Regions from separate parts of the Sus scrofa genome. Here regions 1 and 3 are each linked to region 2. The links are chromatin contacts, called in public Hi-C maps. All regions are on one chromosome and are shown on one strand. The core of a region is the stretch at or near the end of the contact, and the rest is flanking DNA. Distances in the headings are between cores, read along the strand shown.

The links. A called contact is a pair of places that touch in the nucleus more often than the background predicts.
Region 1: a Hi-C map of liver shows a contact between it and region 2, with 1.5 times the contacts expected there. The contact joins two enhancer-like sites. A contact is called at or near these places in 1 of 5 promoter capture datasets (liver) and 6 of 47 Hi-C or Micro-C datasets (epiblast stem cells, liver and skeletal muscle).
Region 3: a contact with region 2 is called in a Hi-C map of liver, with 2.1 times the contacts expected there. The contact joins two enhancer-like sites. A contact is called at or near these places in 7 of 47 Hi-C or Micro-C datasets (embryonic fibroblasts, epiblast stem cells, liver and 1 more) and 1 of 2 datasets of contacts at active chromatin or transcription factors (skeletal muscle).

What each region holds. Positions count from the first base shown.
Region 1 is chr9:129,226,468-129,230,948 of Sscrofa11.1, reverse strand. It overlaps PTPN14 (tyrosine-protein phosphatase non-receptor type 14), which reads right to left. Exons shown (of 21, transcript XM_003130398.6): 18 at 3,608-3,736; 19 at 487-721. Among named protein-coding and RNA genes, the nearest start is that of SMYD2, 88 kb to the left of the region's middle. Within about 2 kb of position 3,193, at least 10 of the 83 cell types and tissues checked have an H3K27ac peak or open chromatin away from gene starts, as enhancers often do. A contact at or near this core is called in liver, where this site is marked.
Region 2 is chr9:129,122,224-129,126,740 of Sscrofa11.1, reverse strand. PTPN14 (tyrosine-protein phosphatase non-receptor type 14) reads right to left here. Exons shown (of 21, transcript XM_003130398.6): 3 at 1-272. The coding sequence starts at 121. Among named protein-coding and RNA genes, the nearest start is that of PTPN14, 9.8 kb to the right of the region's middle. Within about 2 kb of position 2,415, at least 5 of the 83 cell types and tissues checked have an H3K27ac peak or open chromatin away from gene starts, as enhancers often do. A contact at or near this core is called in liver, where this site is marked.
Region 3 is chr9:129,025,975-129,030,435 of Sscrofa11.1, reverse strand. No RefSeq gene overlaps it. Among named protein-coding and RNA genes, the nearest start is that of CENPF, 16 kb to the right of the region's middle. Within about 2 kb of position 1,940, at least 13 of the 83 cell types and tissues checked have an H3K27ac peak or open chromatin away from gene starts, as enhancers often do. A contact at or near this core is called in liver, where this site is marked.

The DNA.
Region 1 (4,481 bases), core at 1,944-4,443, 100 kb before region 2:
GGTCCCAAACAGAACTCTGCATCCATCAAACAAGAACTTCCTATTCCCCTCCCGCTTAGCGCCTGGTAACCTCTATTATACGTTATATTGTTATCAAGTTGCCTATTTTGGGTAACTCATATATAAGTAGACTTACACAATATTTGTCCTTTTGTGTCTGGTATTTTATTTAGTATAATGTTTTCAACGTTCAGATGTGTGACATGTACCAGACTAGTTATGTATTAATGATTAGCTAAAGGTCTATATCAAAGGAGAACCAATTAGTTTACTATAGTTTTAGTTTATTGGCATAAAAGTAACAAGAATATGATAAATGCTATGTAGTAGCCTTTGTTCTACACATACTCTGTGAAGTATTACATACTTCAATGTTATGATACTTTTGCCACTTAAGAGAAAGTTTCCTCTCTTTCCATTTCACTTCCAACTGATAAGACCATTGATGCTGCTGCTAAAAATCCCAACGGGGAAGAAAAAACTTACACAAAAATCCTTGGACATCCTCTGGGCAGCCGTGATCTGGCCAGTCAGTGTATTGCAAATGCCACACCGTCCTCTCCTGCCCGGACAAGAGGTGCTTGACCTTCAAGCCTGTGGTTGCATAGCAACCAGAATCTGTTCGGAACTTTGTGGTGACCTTGAACTTGCCATAGGTGGCTGAGCTGTGCTTGGAACCCAGCTTGGGCCAGTATCGGTGGCTCTTGGTTCGTCCGCCTTCCTGAATCACACACAGAAGCAAAATCGGACATGAGTCAGGGGAAGCTCTTAGCCTCTTCCTATTAAAGTCTGAGGACAGCAAAAGATGCAAATGGCTTCTAAGTCACTGACTCAGGAGCATCGGGCAGCATCTATCACAGTAGATCCTATGCATTTTAGCCAAGCCCAATAATAAGATTTACCACACAGTTACGTCAATGGAAAACTTTAAAGACTCACAACAGGGCTGCAAGTGCATGACAGAAAGAAGAGCCAGCACAAAGGACAGAGGCAGGAACAAGCTAGGGTGTTCACAAAACAGAACGGTCCTCAGCGTGGATGGCCGAGAGGGGGTCAGAGGGGCCTCCTGCTCCACAGCACAGGGTTGGGATTTCACGTCATGGACAGTGGGAAGCCACAGGAAGGTGACAAAGTGACCTTAAACAGAAGAGTGACAGGTCCCGGTCATCATTCTAGGTCCCACTTCTCATTCTCCACCGTCAGCCCTGGGCTCCCTCCGCTACACCCCATGGACCGCGGACACGGGCTCCATCCTCTAGTGTCAGTCTCACGTTTTTCAGCCTCACTCGTTGTTTTAGTTCCACTGACCACTGAGGCAGGAGGAAACTGGCCAGGCCCCCTTCCTCACTCCCTCGATTTGATAATCTTTTCTGAGGATGTGCATGCTTGACCATTTACAAAACGGGATCCTCCGTGGTTTTGCGATTACAGGAGTGGGGGTGCGGGTGGAGCGATGGTGGCTTAGAAGAGGGCTCAGGGCAGGACACAGGTGGAGACAAGAGCGGAGGGTACAGAGCTGGGGGAGTGGGTGGCAAGGGCTGGGGCGGGGGCTTGCTCTCCAGAGGCGCCCCGCCAGCTGACCCACTCACACACACAAAGCGACACATCTTCGGGTGGCACAAGGAATCTTCCCTGAGTCTTCTGGTTGAACGGAGTCTTCTTAAGTTAGAAGCCCCCTGCCTCTTTTATTTAATAATCCTGGGAAAAGCAGGTTTATCTTAGGCCTTTAATCTATGCCACTGCTGAGTATCGAAATCAATCACAGATTTCAAAAGACTGGAAGCCTCAGCTGCCTCCCAGATCGCTGGACTTTGTGTGCCGAAGCCTGGCCCCTTCTTGTCATGCAGGTTTCAGCTCATATGCAGCCTCCTCAGAGGGCCCTGGGCTGCCATCTCATCTGAAGTAACCCCCGCCCCAGTGCTCCCCCCATCCCATTGCCTGGCTCCATTTTCCCCACAGCACTTAGCCGTCTCTGAGCTGCCTTTATTTCTCCGCTTTGCACTGTAAATCCCTCTAAGATGCAGGCTCTCTGGGGACAAGGATCAGGCCTGTTGTGTTTACCACCACACCCCTGGGGGCAGCGCAGATGTAGGTACACTGTATTAAGTTGAATGCATCTCTTCCACGGATGCAATTCAATAAAGTAAGAAAACTGAGTTTTCTTTTGTTTTGCTTTGCTTTTTAGGGCTGCATCCCTGGCATATGGAAGTTCCCAGGCTAGGGGTTAAACTGGAACTATAGCTGCTGCCTATATCAGAGCAACACCAGATCTGAGCCAGATCCATGACCTACCCCACAGCTCATGGCAATGCCAGATCCTTAACCCACTGAGCAGTGCCAGGGATCAAACCCACATCCTCACGGGTTTGTTACGCTGGGCCGCAATAGGAACTCCAGAAAACTAGGATTTTTAAGCAGCATTTACTCTCTGTGGGAAGGTGGGATAGAAAATCAGCCTAGAGAAGTATAATGGGCTTTATAGAGCCCAAGTCCTCTCACCACTACCTTCTAATGGGTTGTTCTGGAAAGCACCTGTTCAGAATAGTCCATAAAAGGAAGATTACTTTTTTTCACTTCTTTCTATTCCCTACCCTTTAAAAATTGTTAGGAAACAGGTATGCAATACTATCAGTATGGTTTAAAAGAAGGATGAAGCTTGTCCCTTAAATGACTTTAAAACATAGGTTAAAATTTAATGAAAGGAGTTCCTGTTGTGGCTCAGTGGGTTAAGAACCTGACACAGTGCCCATGAGGAGGTGGGTTTGATCCCTGGGCTCACTCAGGATCTGGCATTGCCACAAGCTGCAGCGTAGGTCACAGATGTAGCTCTAATATGACCCCTGGCCTGGGAATTTCCATATGCCACAGGTGCAGCCATAAAAGAAAATAAAATTTAATGAAAGAAACAAAAGGAAGTGGTTAAAATCTAAAAAAAAAAAAAAAAAAAAAAAAAAACCTGACAAGAGAAGAAACACAAAACTTCTCCTAAAGACAGCAAACTCCAAGCAAACTGCTAGGATGACTGGTTGTATATGCCAGTTTTTGTAACACCACAGAGAGTTCTCTAGTTACCAGCGAAAATTTATGTTTGACTTGGCAAAGGAAGAAAAAGATTTTTTTCCCTCCTCTCCCCAGAGAATAGAGGCTTCTACAGGAACAACCACTTCTGGTCTCTTTTCAGCTGATAAGCAGGATGGCATGTGAGCTGGCCGTGCCTGGGCATACATGCCGGATTATCCAGAGCCGCCCAAAGTTCTCGAACTCCAGTGCAAAGATCAGTGCTTTGTTTGGCATATACAAGTGAGCTGGCTGAACTGATAGCTGGTTCGTTTTTGTGTGTTTGTTTACTTGTTTGATTTTAGCTCATGGTGATCTAAGGATAAGCCTTAAAAGCTGGATGAAAATGGGACACAACAATCAATTACCTTTGGAGAAAAAAACAAAGCTATATGGAAGGAAGGAATGAAAAAAGAGGCAGATCAGAGAGAAGAGGGTTTGCAGAGAAAAGGTGGGGCAGGAAGGAGGGGACAGCAAAGCCGCTGACACAAAGCCCATCTTTTGCCCCCCCCCCCCAAGGGACAGATGGCTGTGCGGCCATTCCCCTTACCTCCTCCGCGGTGACCATGGCGATCACGTTGGCTCCCTGTTCCCACACCATCTGCCAGAAGTCATGGCATGTGTGTGGCAGGGGCCCCTGAGTGGCGATGTAGTGCCATTCTGCCCCACCAACCACCACCTGGAAACCAAGGAAAGCACTGGTGAATAACCCCAAATCCAGGACAGACTTACTTGCTGACCCTGGGTCCTTTTGCATCCACCTAAAAACCTCAGATAGTATTTTTTTAGACCAAATGTGTTATCACTAAGAAACCTGAGACCATGATGGCTAGTGACACATTCTTATACTTTTTGCCACTTAAGTTTATTAAAATATATCTCATCATTTTTGGTCTGAAACCCACAGTAATTATGTGCAAACGAGCGCACACCAAAAAACATATATATGTGGGAGTTGCCTGGTGGTGTAATGGTTAGGATTCAGGGATTTCACCTCTAAGGCCCAGGTTCAATCCCTGGTCTGGGAACTGAGATCCCACATCAAGCCACTGGCCCAAAAAACAACAACAACAACAACACACACACACACACACACACACACCTACATACACAATATTACATGCATATATGTGTGTACAACCTAACAATTTGTTACAGAAGTAAGTTATGTTTCCAATGTGCAATGTACTGATAACTGCCATTCTTTTCTCTTTTTTCTAGTCTATTCCATTAAAAACAAAACAGGAGTTCCCATTGTGGCACAGCGGAAATGAATCGATTAGCAACCATGAGGTTGCGGGTTCAATCCCTGGTCTTGCTCAGGGGGTTAAGGATCCGGCGTTGCCGTGAGCTGTGGTGTAGGTTGCAGACGTGGCTCGGATCCCGCGTTGCTGTGGCTCTGGCGTAGGCCGGCAGCCATAGCT
Region 2 (4,517 bases), core at 1,166-3,665:
TCTCCACCGACAGCGTGCACTCGATGACATTGCTGTCCAGCAGGCGGATGCGGGTGACAAAGCAGTTCTTGCTCAGGACATTGTAGCGCCGAGTCCGGCGCAGCTTCAGGCCGAAAGGCATGGCTCTGTGGCCCTGGGGCGCTGCCCTCCTGTCCTGGCACCCACGCCCCTGCGATGGCCTCAGCAGCTTCGTGATGGGGCGACGACACTACCACCTGTGCTCCTCCGGGTGCAGAAGGCGTCCATGCCCGGCGTGGCGCTCCGGAGGGTCGCTGCAAACAGAGAAGCAGCAGCAGGGTCATCGGCTGGAAGGGAAGCTCTAGGCGGCAGAGCACACACTCCCCCACACAAGCACACACCCGGCCGGATGAGCATCCAGAGTCAGAGCCAGCGGACTCTGTCATTCCCAAGCATCTTGGTGGAGCTCACGCTTTTGACCTTATAAAGGTGATCTAAGATCCACTTTATGTCCAGAGAAACTGAGGCTCAGAGATTAAAAGGACTCAGCCAAGAATGCACACGGCAAAGCCAGCATCCAAACCAGTATCTCTGTGACTCTGATTCACATGCTTTTTTCACTGTTCTTTTTTTCCCGGCTGCTCAAGAAAGCAGGAGTGGGAGTTGCTGTCGTGGCACAGCAGAAACGAATATGACTAGGAACCATGAGGTTGCGGTTTCAATCCCTGGCCTTGCTCAGTGGGTTAAGGATCCAGCGTTGCCGTGAGCTGTGGTGTAGGTTGCAGACGCGGCTCGGATCTGGCGTGGCTGTGGCTGTGGCCTAGGCTGGCAGCTCCAGCTCCAATTAGACCCCTAGCCTGGGAACCTCCACAAGCCACAGAAGTGCAGCCCTTAAAAAAAAAAAAGGAATGCAGGAGTGGAATTTGTTGTCGTTTTTTTTTAATTTTTAAATACATTACCTCATTTCAACCTCACTAATAACCCTCTGGTGTAGACTATATGATCCCTATTTTACAGACAGAGAAAGTGGGGTTCAATAATTTAAGCAACTCGCGGATCCTGAACTTAAAATCTGATTTTGTTCCTCCTTACTCTTTACAATACTGCCTCTTTCCTTTCATTAATATCATTTGCCCTTATTTTTAACATTTACACTTTCTTTTTCATTATATTAGACTGGATGATAGACAATGGAGTGGATACACATTTAGTTATTAATTATAAATGAGTAATTAATGATTAACTAGTCAGCAACTTTCTAACTTATAAAAAAAATTTCTAACACATGAATTCTATTTAACGCACTTAAAAAATTACGACACTTTATCTTTTTTCACCAAATATTTAAGACAGGGTGGGTAACCACACGACCATCATTTTGCTTCTTTACAAGATGCTTGATGCAAAAGCCCATCACCAAATCACAGATACGTTAACTAATAAGGAGAGTTACTGCCACCCTGCTGTCCCACCAAATGCCAGAAATGACATTATTGCCATGGAGAACACAAGAATAAAATACCAACCACACAAGCAGCTTTAGCATTTAGCCCTGGGCCAACAACAGTCTCCCCAGGAGGCTCCTTAAACGTATCTTCCAAAGAAGCCAGACATGTCCACACAATCTCTCTGTTCAACTTTCTGTTCTCCATGAAGTGCAAAGGACCATCTCTGGCTCATAAGATTGTTCTGTTAACCTGATCCCCTAAGTCAGGCAGCCTTGATGGCCTCCATCCCCAGAATCACCTCTGAGCCCTCTGACACCTGAATGGACAGGCAGGAATAATGACTTGAAGGAATTCCGAGTTAATCAAACGGCTTCACTATTTCAAAACCACTCCCTGTCAGTACCCCAGGCTTCCCGGAGGTTGTCAGGACACAACCCTACAACACAGCAAAACACACTCCCCGGCCGGCTCCCTTGGCCAGTCTTTGATGCCTGCCCTCGGCACATTCCTTAGTGTGACAGGTACTTGTTTTATGAAGCTTAAAAGACATAGGCTAGAGACTTGGGCTTGGTAAATAGATGAGCATTTCTAAATCACTTTGTGCTGGCAGAGTATCGTGTTTACCTCCAAGAGAGGCTGACCTGATGATCTCCTGATATCAGCAGAAAAAAAAAAAAAAAAAAAAAAATAGGGAGGGACCCACCCAAAAAGGGAAAAAAAAAAAAAAAGTAAAAAAGCATATCAGAATTTTTGTGTGTGTGTCTTTTGTCTTTTTAGGGCCACACCCATGGCATATGGAGGTTCCCAGGCTGGTGTCCCATCGGAGCTACAGCTGCTGGCCTACTCACAGCCACAGCAACGTGGGATCTGAGCCACATCTGTGACCGACACCATGGCTCAGGGTAACGACCTTAACCCACTGAGCGAGGCCAGGGACCAAACCCGCGTCCTCACGCATACTAGTCAGGCTCGTTAACCACTGACCCATGACAGGAACTCCAGAATACCAGGATTTCAATACAGAGCCCTTAAGAGTTTCCGGCTCACAAACTCCCTCAATGTGCTGGAGCCCAGGGCAGACGACACCAAGACTCAATACCAGTAATAGCCAGGGAGCCTGAAAGAGAGAAAAGTATTTGCTCTGTGGGCACAAGTCACATTTCTCATCCTGGGCCGGGCACTTTACCTCTAGGTGTGTCTCATCTGGAACACCTAGGAAGGAATGTGGCTGGCTTGGTGCACACTTATCCCAGCCACGACTAGAAATAGTGCACAGTCCCCAAACCAGTTACTGAGATTAAAAGTAAACTGCACAACATGCAAAGACGATCACAGTTTGTATAATAAATAAACAAAAACACACAAATAAATGGGAAAGAATGTAAGTTCACCAAAATAATTGTTATCTCAGGGCTACGTAGCAGAGGTATTTAATAGAATTCTCACTTCATATTTTATGTACAATCATCCCTCATCCTGCAAGAGATTGGTTCCAGGATCCCCAAACTTGATGGAGGCTCAAATCCCTTATATAAAATGGCACCATGTTTGCACAGAACCTATTCCGGACACTTAATTCATCTTTAGATTATTTACAATAATATAATGTAAACAGTTGGCCAGCATGGCAAATTCCAAGTGTTCTTTCTTGGAACGTTCTAGAATCTTTTTCTCCAAAATTTTTTGTAATCCAAGGTTGGTTGATGGCAAATTCAAGTTTTGCTTTTTGGAACTTTCTGGAATTTTTTTTTCTTCAATTTTTTAAAATCTCAGGTTGGCTGACTCCGCATACATGGAACCTGTGGAAGTGCCAACTGTATTTGTGAGTTATTCTAACATTTGACCACTGTCTTACCTTTGTAAATAAAGATTAGTTTAAAATACATAAACTACAGAAGATGGCTTATCATGTGCAACATAAAATATATGAACTACAGAAAATAGCTTATCATGTGCAACATCTAACAACCTGGCAACACATCTCCTAGAAAAACACCTGACTGTTTGAAGTCTTGGAGAACTTTTAAAATCTTCCATTTGCAAGACACTTGCCAAGCAAGGTATCAACAAAAGGTTATAAGAAAACTGGTCCAGTCCCAGTAAAAGTCAGCATCATGAAACAAAAACTGAACAGGGGGATTGGAGGCAGGCTGCTCTAGAGTAACAGAAATTGTGGAGTTAGAAAAACAAAATGCAATGTTGAACCCTAAGTTACAAACACATGAGACCACAGGGAAGCCTATTCAACGCTCTGTGATAGCCTATGCGGGGAAAGAACCTGAAAAAGAATCGATATGTATGTGTATGTGAATGGCTGATTCGCTCTGTTGTACACCTAAAACTAACATAACACTGTAAGTCACCTACACGCCACTAAAATTTAAAAGAGAGAGAGAGAGAGAGACCATTAGGGAAATTCGAAAGAGCGAGGAGAAGTGAGACGACGTGACTGTTCACCGTGAATTCTTCCTCTGTTCTTAATAGTGAAATCATGGTTATGTAGGAGAACGGCTTCAGGATATATTGAGGACTCACTGGATGGAAGGAGAGGGGCTCCAAATGAGCTGAGTGGTTCTAAGAACCAAAGTTTAACCTCAGGAAACAGAACATGTGCGAACTTTGGTGTGAGAACTGCATTTACCCAGAGAGGCCTGGAGTGAGGGCGGAGTTACTTAGCCTGGCTCAGCCTCAGTTTATTCATCTAGAAAGATAAGACCCACCCAGGGTGGTGGTGAGGCATCCGTGAGAAAGTGCTTGGGGGGCGGGGTACTCAGTAAGGGTGGGCGCGTTCCCTTCCTTTCCTAAGCCCTCATGGTGAGCTGGGTCTGCTCAAAGGACGGCAGAGAAGGTGTGCAAAGGACTTGGGCATCTTACCACCTGCTGCGGACGAAGCCTAAAACAGGCAAAACAAAGAATACATGGTGTAATGTGAAGCAATGAGAATTCCACAGGGAAACCTGACCACGTGTAACACGGGACCACGCTGCTCTCCAGCACAGCTACCGGGCCCTCCCCAGACCGCGACACCTGGAGCAGAAAGGAACCAGTCATTAGGCAAAATGTCCCATTACAAGCCCATCCTCAGGGAGTCAGAAGACTTCTCTCTCTCTC
Region 3 (4,461 bases), core at 691-3,190, 96 kb after region 2:
AGAAAAGGACACAAGCCTCTTCTCTGAAGGAGGGTCAGGGACGGGCCTCGCTGTGGCCCGGGCGTGGCCTGCGCTGCTTCTGTCTGGCAGAGATCCTTCATTGAGAGCCTTTGCACTGCCAAGGAAATTCGCCCCCAGATCAGCTGAGTTAAACTTCAACTCTTCCCGGCCCCACCACCAACCCTTCCGGATCTTGTCCTTTGGCCATAAGACCTTTAAAATTGCTGAAAGAATGGGGCAGAGAAGAAGAGGTTAATGGTTTTTCCTAAGCAATTCATGTGGGCATGCTATTTGAATAACTAGTGTTCTAGGATTCTCTTCATTTATTTTCCACTAGAACATTCAGCCTCATAACTACTCCTTGCAAGGACAATTCTGGAATTCCCTGTCTTTATCTGTATCTTTCTCTCTCCCTTTCTTTGTTACAAACATGCACACGCACAGCCAGAGTTTCCTGTAGGTTCTGACCTGGGCCCATGTAAGAGCACCAGCTGTAAAGGTAGCAGAGGAAATCTCAGCATTTGACTTTCAGCTCCTTATAAACATAGGACTGTGCATACAAGTTGCATACAAAAACACGGAATTATACTACTTGAAAAAAATCTGGCATTTCCCCTAGAAGGAAAAAAATAAAAATCCTGTTGGCCTGAGAATCTTGAATGGTTCTTTTTCTTTTTCTTTTCTTCCTTTTAATTCCTGAATCTTACCAAGAAGATCCCGGGGAATGATTCGCGTTTTCCAAGTGTGGGTCTCAGTTATTTTGAAACCCTCCTCTTTGGGAGCTACTCAGGTGTGTGGATCTTTGTAAAGAGATGGTCTTTGCCCAAATACCTAACTCAGTCTGCTCTCCTGTTCTCTTTCCGTGAGATCCAAATCTTTACGATGAACTTAAAAAAACAAAAAACACCTGGTCTGGCACCCGGTGCAGATTCTGCAACTCTAAGAACCAAACCATTCACCGCCTGGCCTTCGGGTCGGGTCTGCCAGCCAAGAGGGAACAGGAAGCTTGCCTCTGAGTCCAGGACTATGGAATGCAAACCCCCAAGCAGTTATTTGCTGTGGTTTTCAGCTTTGTCTTGGAAATTAAGAACAACGTGAACTCTTTTCTAAGTAGCATTTTAGTCAATAAATACCAACCTAGCACTTGAAGTCTTTGAACCTACTCCAGTAGGCACCCTTTGCACAATATTTTAACACTATATTAGTTTTTAAAGCCAATCTAATCTGGGTACAAGTGTACGGAGTGCCCAGATCGCCTGGCTCATTAGGTTGCTATTTAAGACCAAGGAAGATCAAATACCCTCACCTAAAAATCCTTAGTAGGCATTTCACTGCTTTATGTAAACCTCGGCCAGCTGCTGGACTGTTTTTCTCATGGGCCACACTAGAGTTGCAGTTTTCAGATTTGTAGAGGGGTAGGGGGCCATGAGAGAGAAAGGGCCGGAGTTTCATGCAGCTAATGCAGATGTGCATTTAGACCAAATGTCTGCTGGCAATCCAATTTAATAGCTCATTTCCAAATCCTTTCTTGGAAGAAGAATTCAGATTACATAATCATGAAAAACAAACCTGTTGCCACCCAGCATGAACTAACATGTTACAGTACTTTATGGCTGAGGGTTATTAAGCCCAGAACCCAGTTTCATGCACAGAAGAGAACACTGGGAAAATGAAAATATGCCAGTCTTGTCAGAGTAATGCCACTTAGTAGCAGTTCACTTTTCTTGTTACTTCACACTACCTTAAGACTGTGGGTTGATTAAGTAGGTTCTCATTTACTGCTGATTAAGGCCATATGATTATTAGCAACCTAAGAGCCTATTAGAGCAATGCGTTAGGTAAGCTCTTCTTAGTGGGATGACCACCTTGGGTGGTCCTAGGCATCCCGAAATTCCCACCACATGCATCCTCCTGCTGGGTTGCCTTTGCTGACACTGCAGCCCTGGGCAATGGCAGTAATGACCTTTGATTCTCGTGCAGCTGTTCACAGCACACACTGTTAAATTCACCCAAAGAAGCCTGGTATTCTGAGTCTTTAAATGTCTCAATTCCGGTAGCCTTAGAAACTAAATCTAAGCTAGATTTTAATCGATGTTTCCCAGCTTAAGAGCCATACATAGACTCTCTCCTAAGACTCTTACTTGAGGTTCCCAAAGGAAATCTATTCATATCAGCTGTGGGGCTGAGTCGATAGCCAGGCATTCAAAGGGGTTTCTTTCTCATTTCAGACAGGTAACCCAATAAAAAGAATGTTTTGTTTTTGGCCGCACCCTCGGCCTGTGGAAGTTCCCAGGCCAGGATGGAACACCAGCCACAGCAGTGTCCCAAGCCGCTGCGGTGACAATGCCGAATCCTGAACCCGCTGCCCCACAGGAGAACTCCTAAAAAAACTTTTCTGCCTCCAGCAAAAAGTTGACCTAAATTTCTATTTTCAACACAGAAGTGAAAAAAAGAAAACAATCTGACTCATCAAATTAGGCAACCACCAACTCATCATCGTATAAACTTTCCTGTGATTAACATACCTTATGAACTAACCAGGAGGTGGAAAATCCCCTTGGTTCACCCAGCAGAAAACACAGGTGATTAGAGGACCTAGCCTCTCCAGAACTGTAAGTACCAACAGTCCCTTCTGAGTACTTACCATGTGGCCCGGTACTAAAAGCTTTACACAGATTATCTCACTTAATCCTCATAAGAGCCCCGTCAAGTCGAGGAATTTGCCCGATGTCCCACGGCTGGTAGGTGGTAGGTGGAAGCCCTGGAGGTGATCCTCAGTTTGATACCCGTGGCCCTGCGCTGCACTGCGCTGCCTCCTGGTTACCAGGCAGCAGGGGAATTGAGAAGGCAAGGAAAGCACTCTTCAGATGCTGCGGACACCAGATCACCTGTATACGTCCTGAACACATCATCTGTCATCTTTGACTTTGTGTGAAATCATACATTTCTCTTGGTAATTCAAGAAGCACACGCAAATCTAAAAAGTGTTGGTTACCTGTTTGTTAAGTAGCCAAGGGTTTCTATTTTCTGGTGCTAGGATCCCAGAAGCGAAATCTCCTTGGAGGGAAAATATAAGGGGGTAATTTTATACCTTTTATCTCCCAGGCATCTGGCTAGGTGATACCAGCTAAGAGGATGGCGTGGTGCCTACAGTTCTTCCTCCTTTAATTTCCAAGCGGCAAAGGAGACAGGAATACACAGTGGTCCTTAGCTCATCTGTGGTTCATTTGTACTTCAACTCACCTCTCCGCTCCTGGACGGGGCAAAAAGGCAAAGGTTCTTTTCCCACTTTTTCTCTCCCCTTCCCTCCTGAGGACTGTCTCTCATCACATAGCTGGGCGAGTACACTCAGATGAGTTTCCACCTTTTGGAGGCCCTGTGATCCATTGTTCACAGTTTCCACATAAATTCCTTGAAACTTACTTGTGCCTAGCGTGGGGCTAGGCATTCAGCATCAGTGCTCACCTTTTTGGGTGGATATTTGGGGAACTCCATTCCTATAAAATCAGGCACTCTCTGGAGGCTGTTCGAACACTGCATCAGCTCTTGCAGGCGGGAGTGGTTTTCAGGTTGAGGATGTGAAGAACCCAAGTCAGGGCTCCCCTTGGGAGAAAGGAGGAGGAAGGGACCCTCATACGACATTTATCTCAGGCTTTTCTGGTTTGAGAAGTGAGGACTGGAATATAAGGGGCCATAAAAGCTGCCCTCTATTTTGTATCCAGTACACAGTGAAGAGTCCTTTGTTTTATTTTGTCTTTTGTCTTTTTAGGGCCGCACCTGGTGCACATGGAGGTTCCCAGGCTAGGGGTCTAATTGGAGCTACGGCTGCCAGCCTACACCACAGCCTCAGCAACTCCAGATCCGAGCCGTGTCTATGACCTACATCACGGCTCACTGCAACACAGGATTCTTAACCCACTGAGTGAGGCCAGGGATCGAACCCGCAACCTCATGGTTCTTAGTCACATTCATTAACCACTGCGCCACGACGGGAACTCCTGAAGAGTACTTTTTCTGAAATCTTGGCTCAGGGGCCCCGTATGCATGATTTCTTTTCTTCACATGCCAACCTGACTTCACCTTAACACGCTGGGCTCTGAATTCATGTACAAGATGTCTGGAGACCAGGATCTCAGCTTGTCTGAGACTGTCACAGTTTTGGTACTGCAAGTCCCACGGCCCAGGAAACCTTTCTTCACTCTTGGGCATTTGGTCCTGTTGGTCATTCAACGGCTCCTTGAAATTCAACGAGCTAAACCTACAACCTCAATACGTAGGATTATGTTTTGCTTGGAATCAGATGAGACAGTTTTAAAATGTTTCATTCTCTGGTCTTTAATCCAATGTCCAGTGCCCTAAAACAACAATAGAGAACCTCCATAAATCTGCTTAAAAAGTTCCAGGAGTTCCTGATGAGGCACGGTGGGTAAAGAATCCATTTGCAGCAGCTCAGGTAAAAGT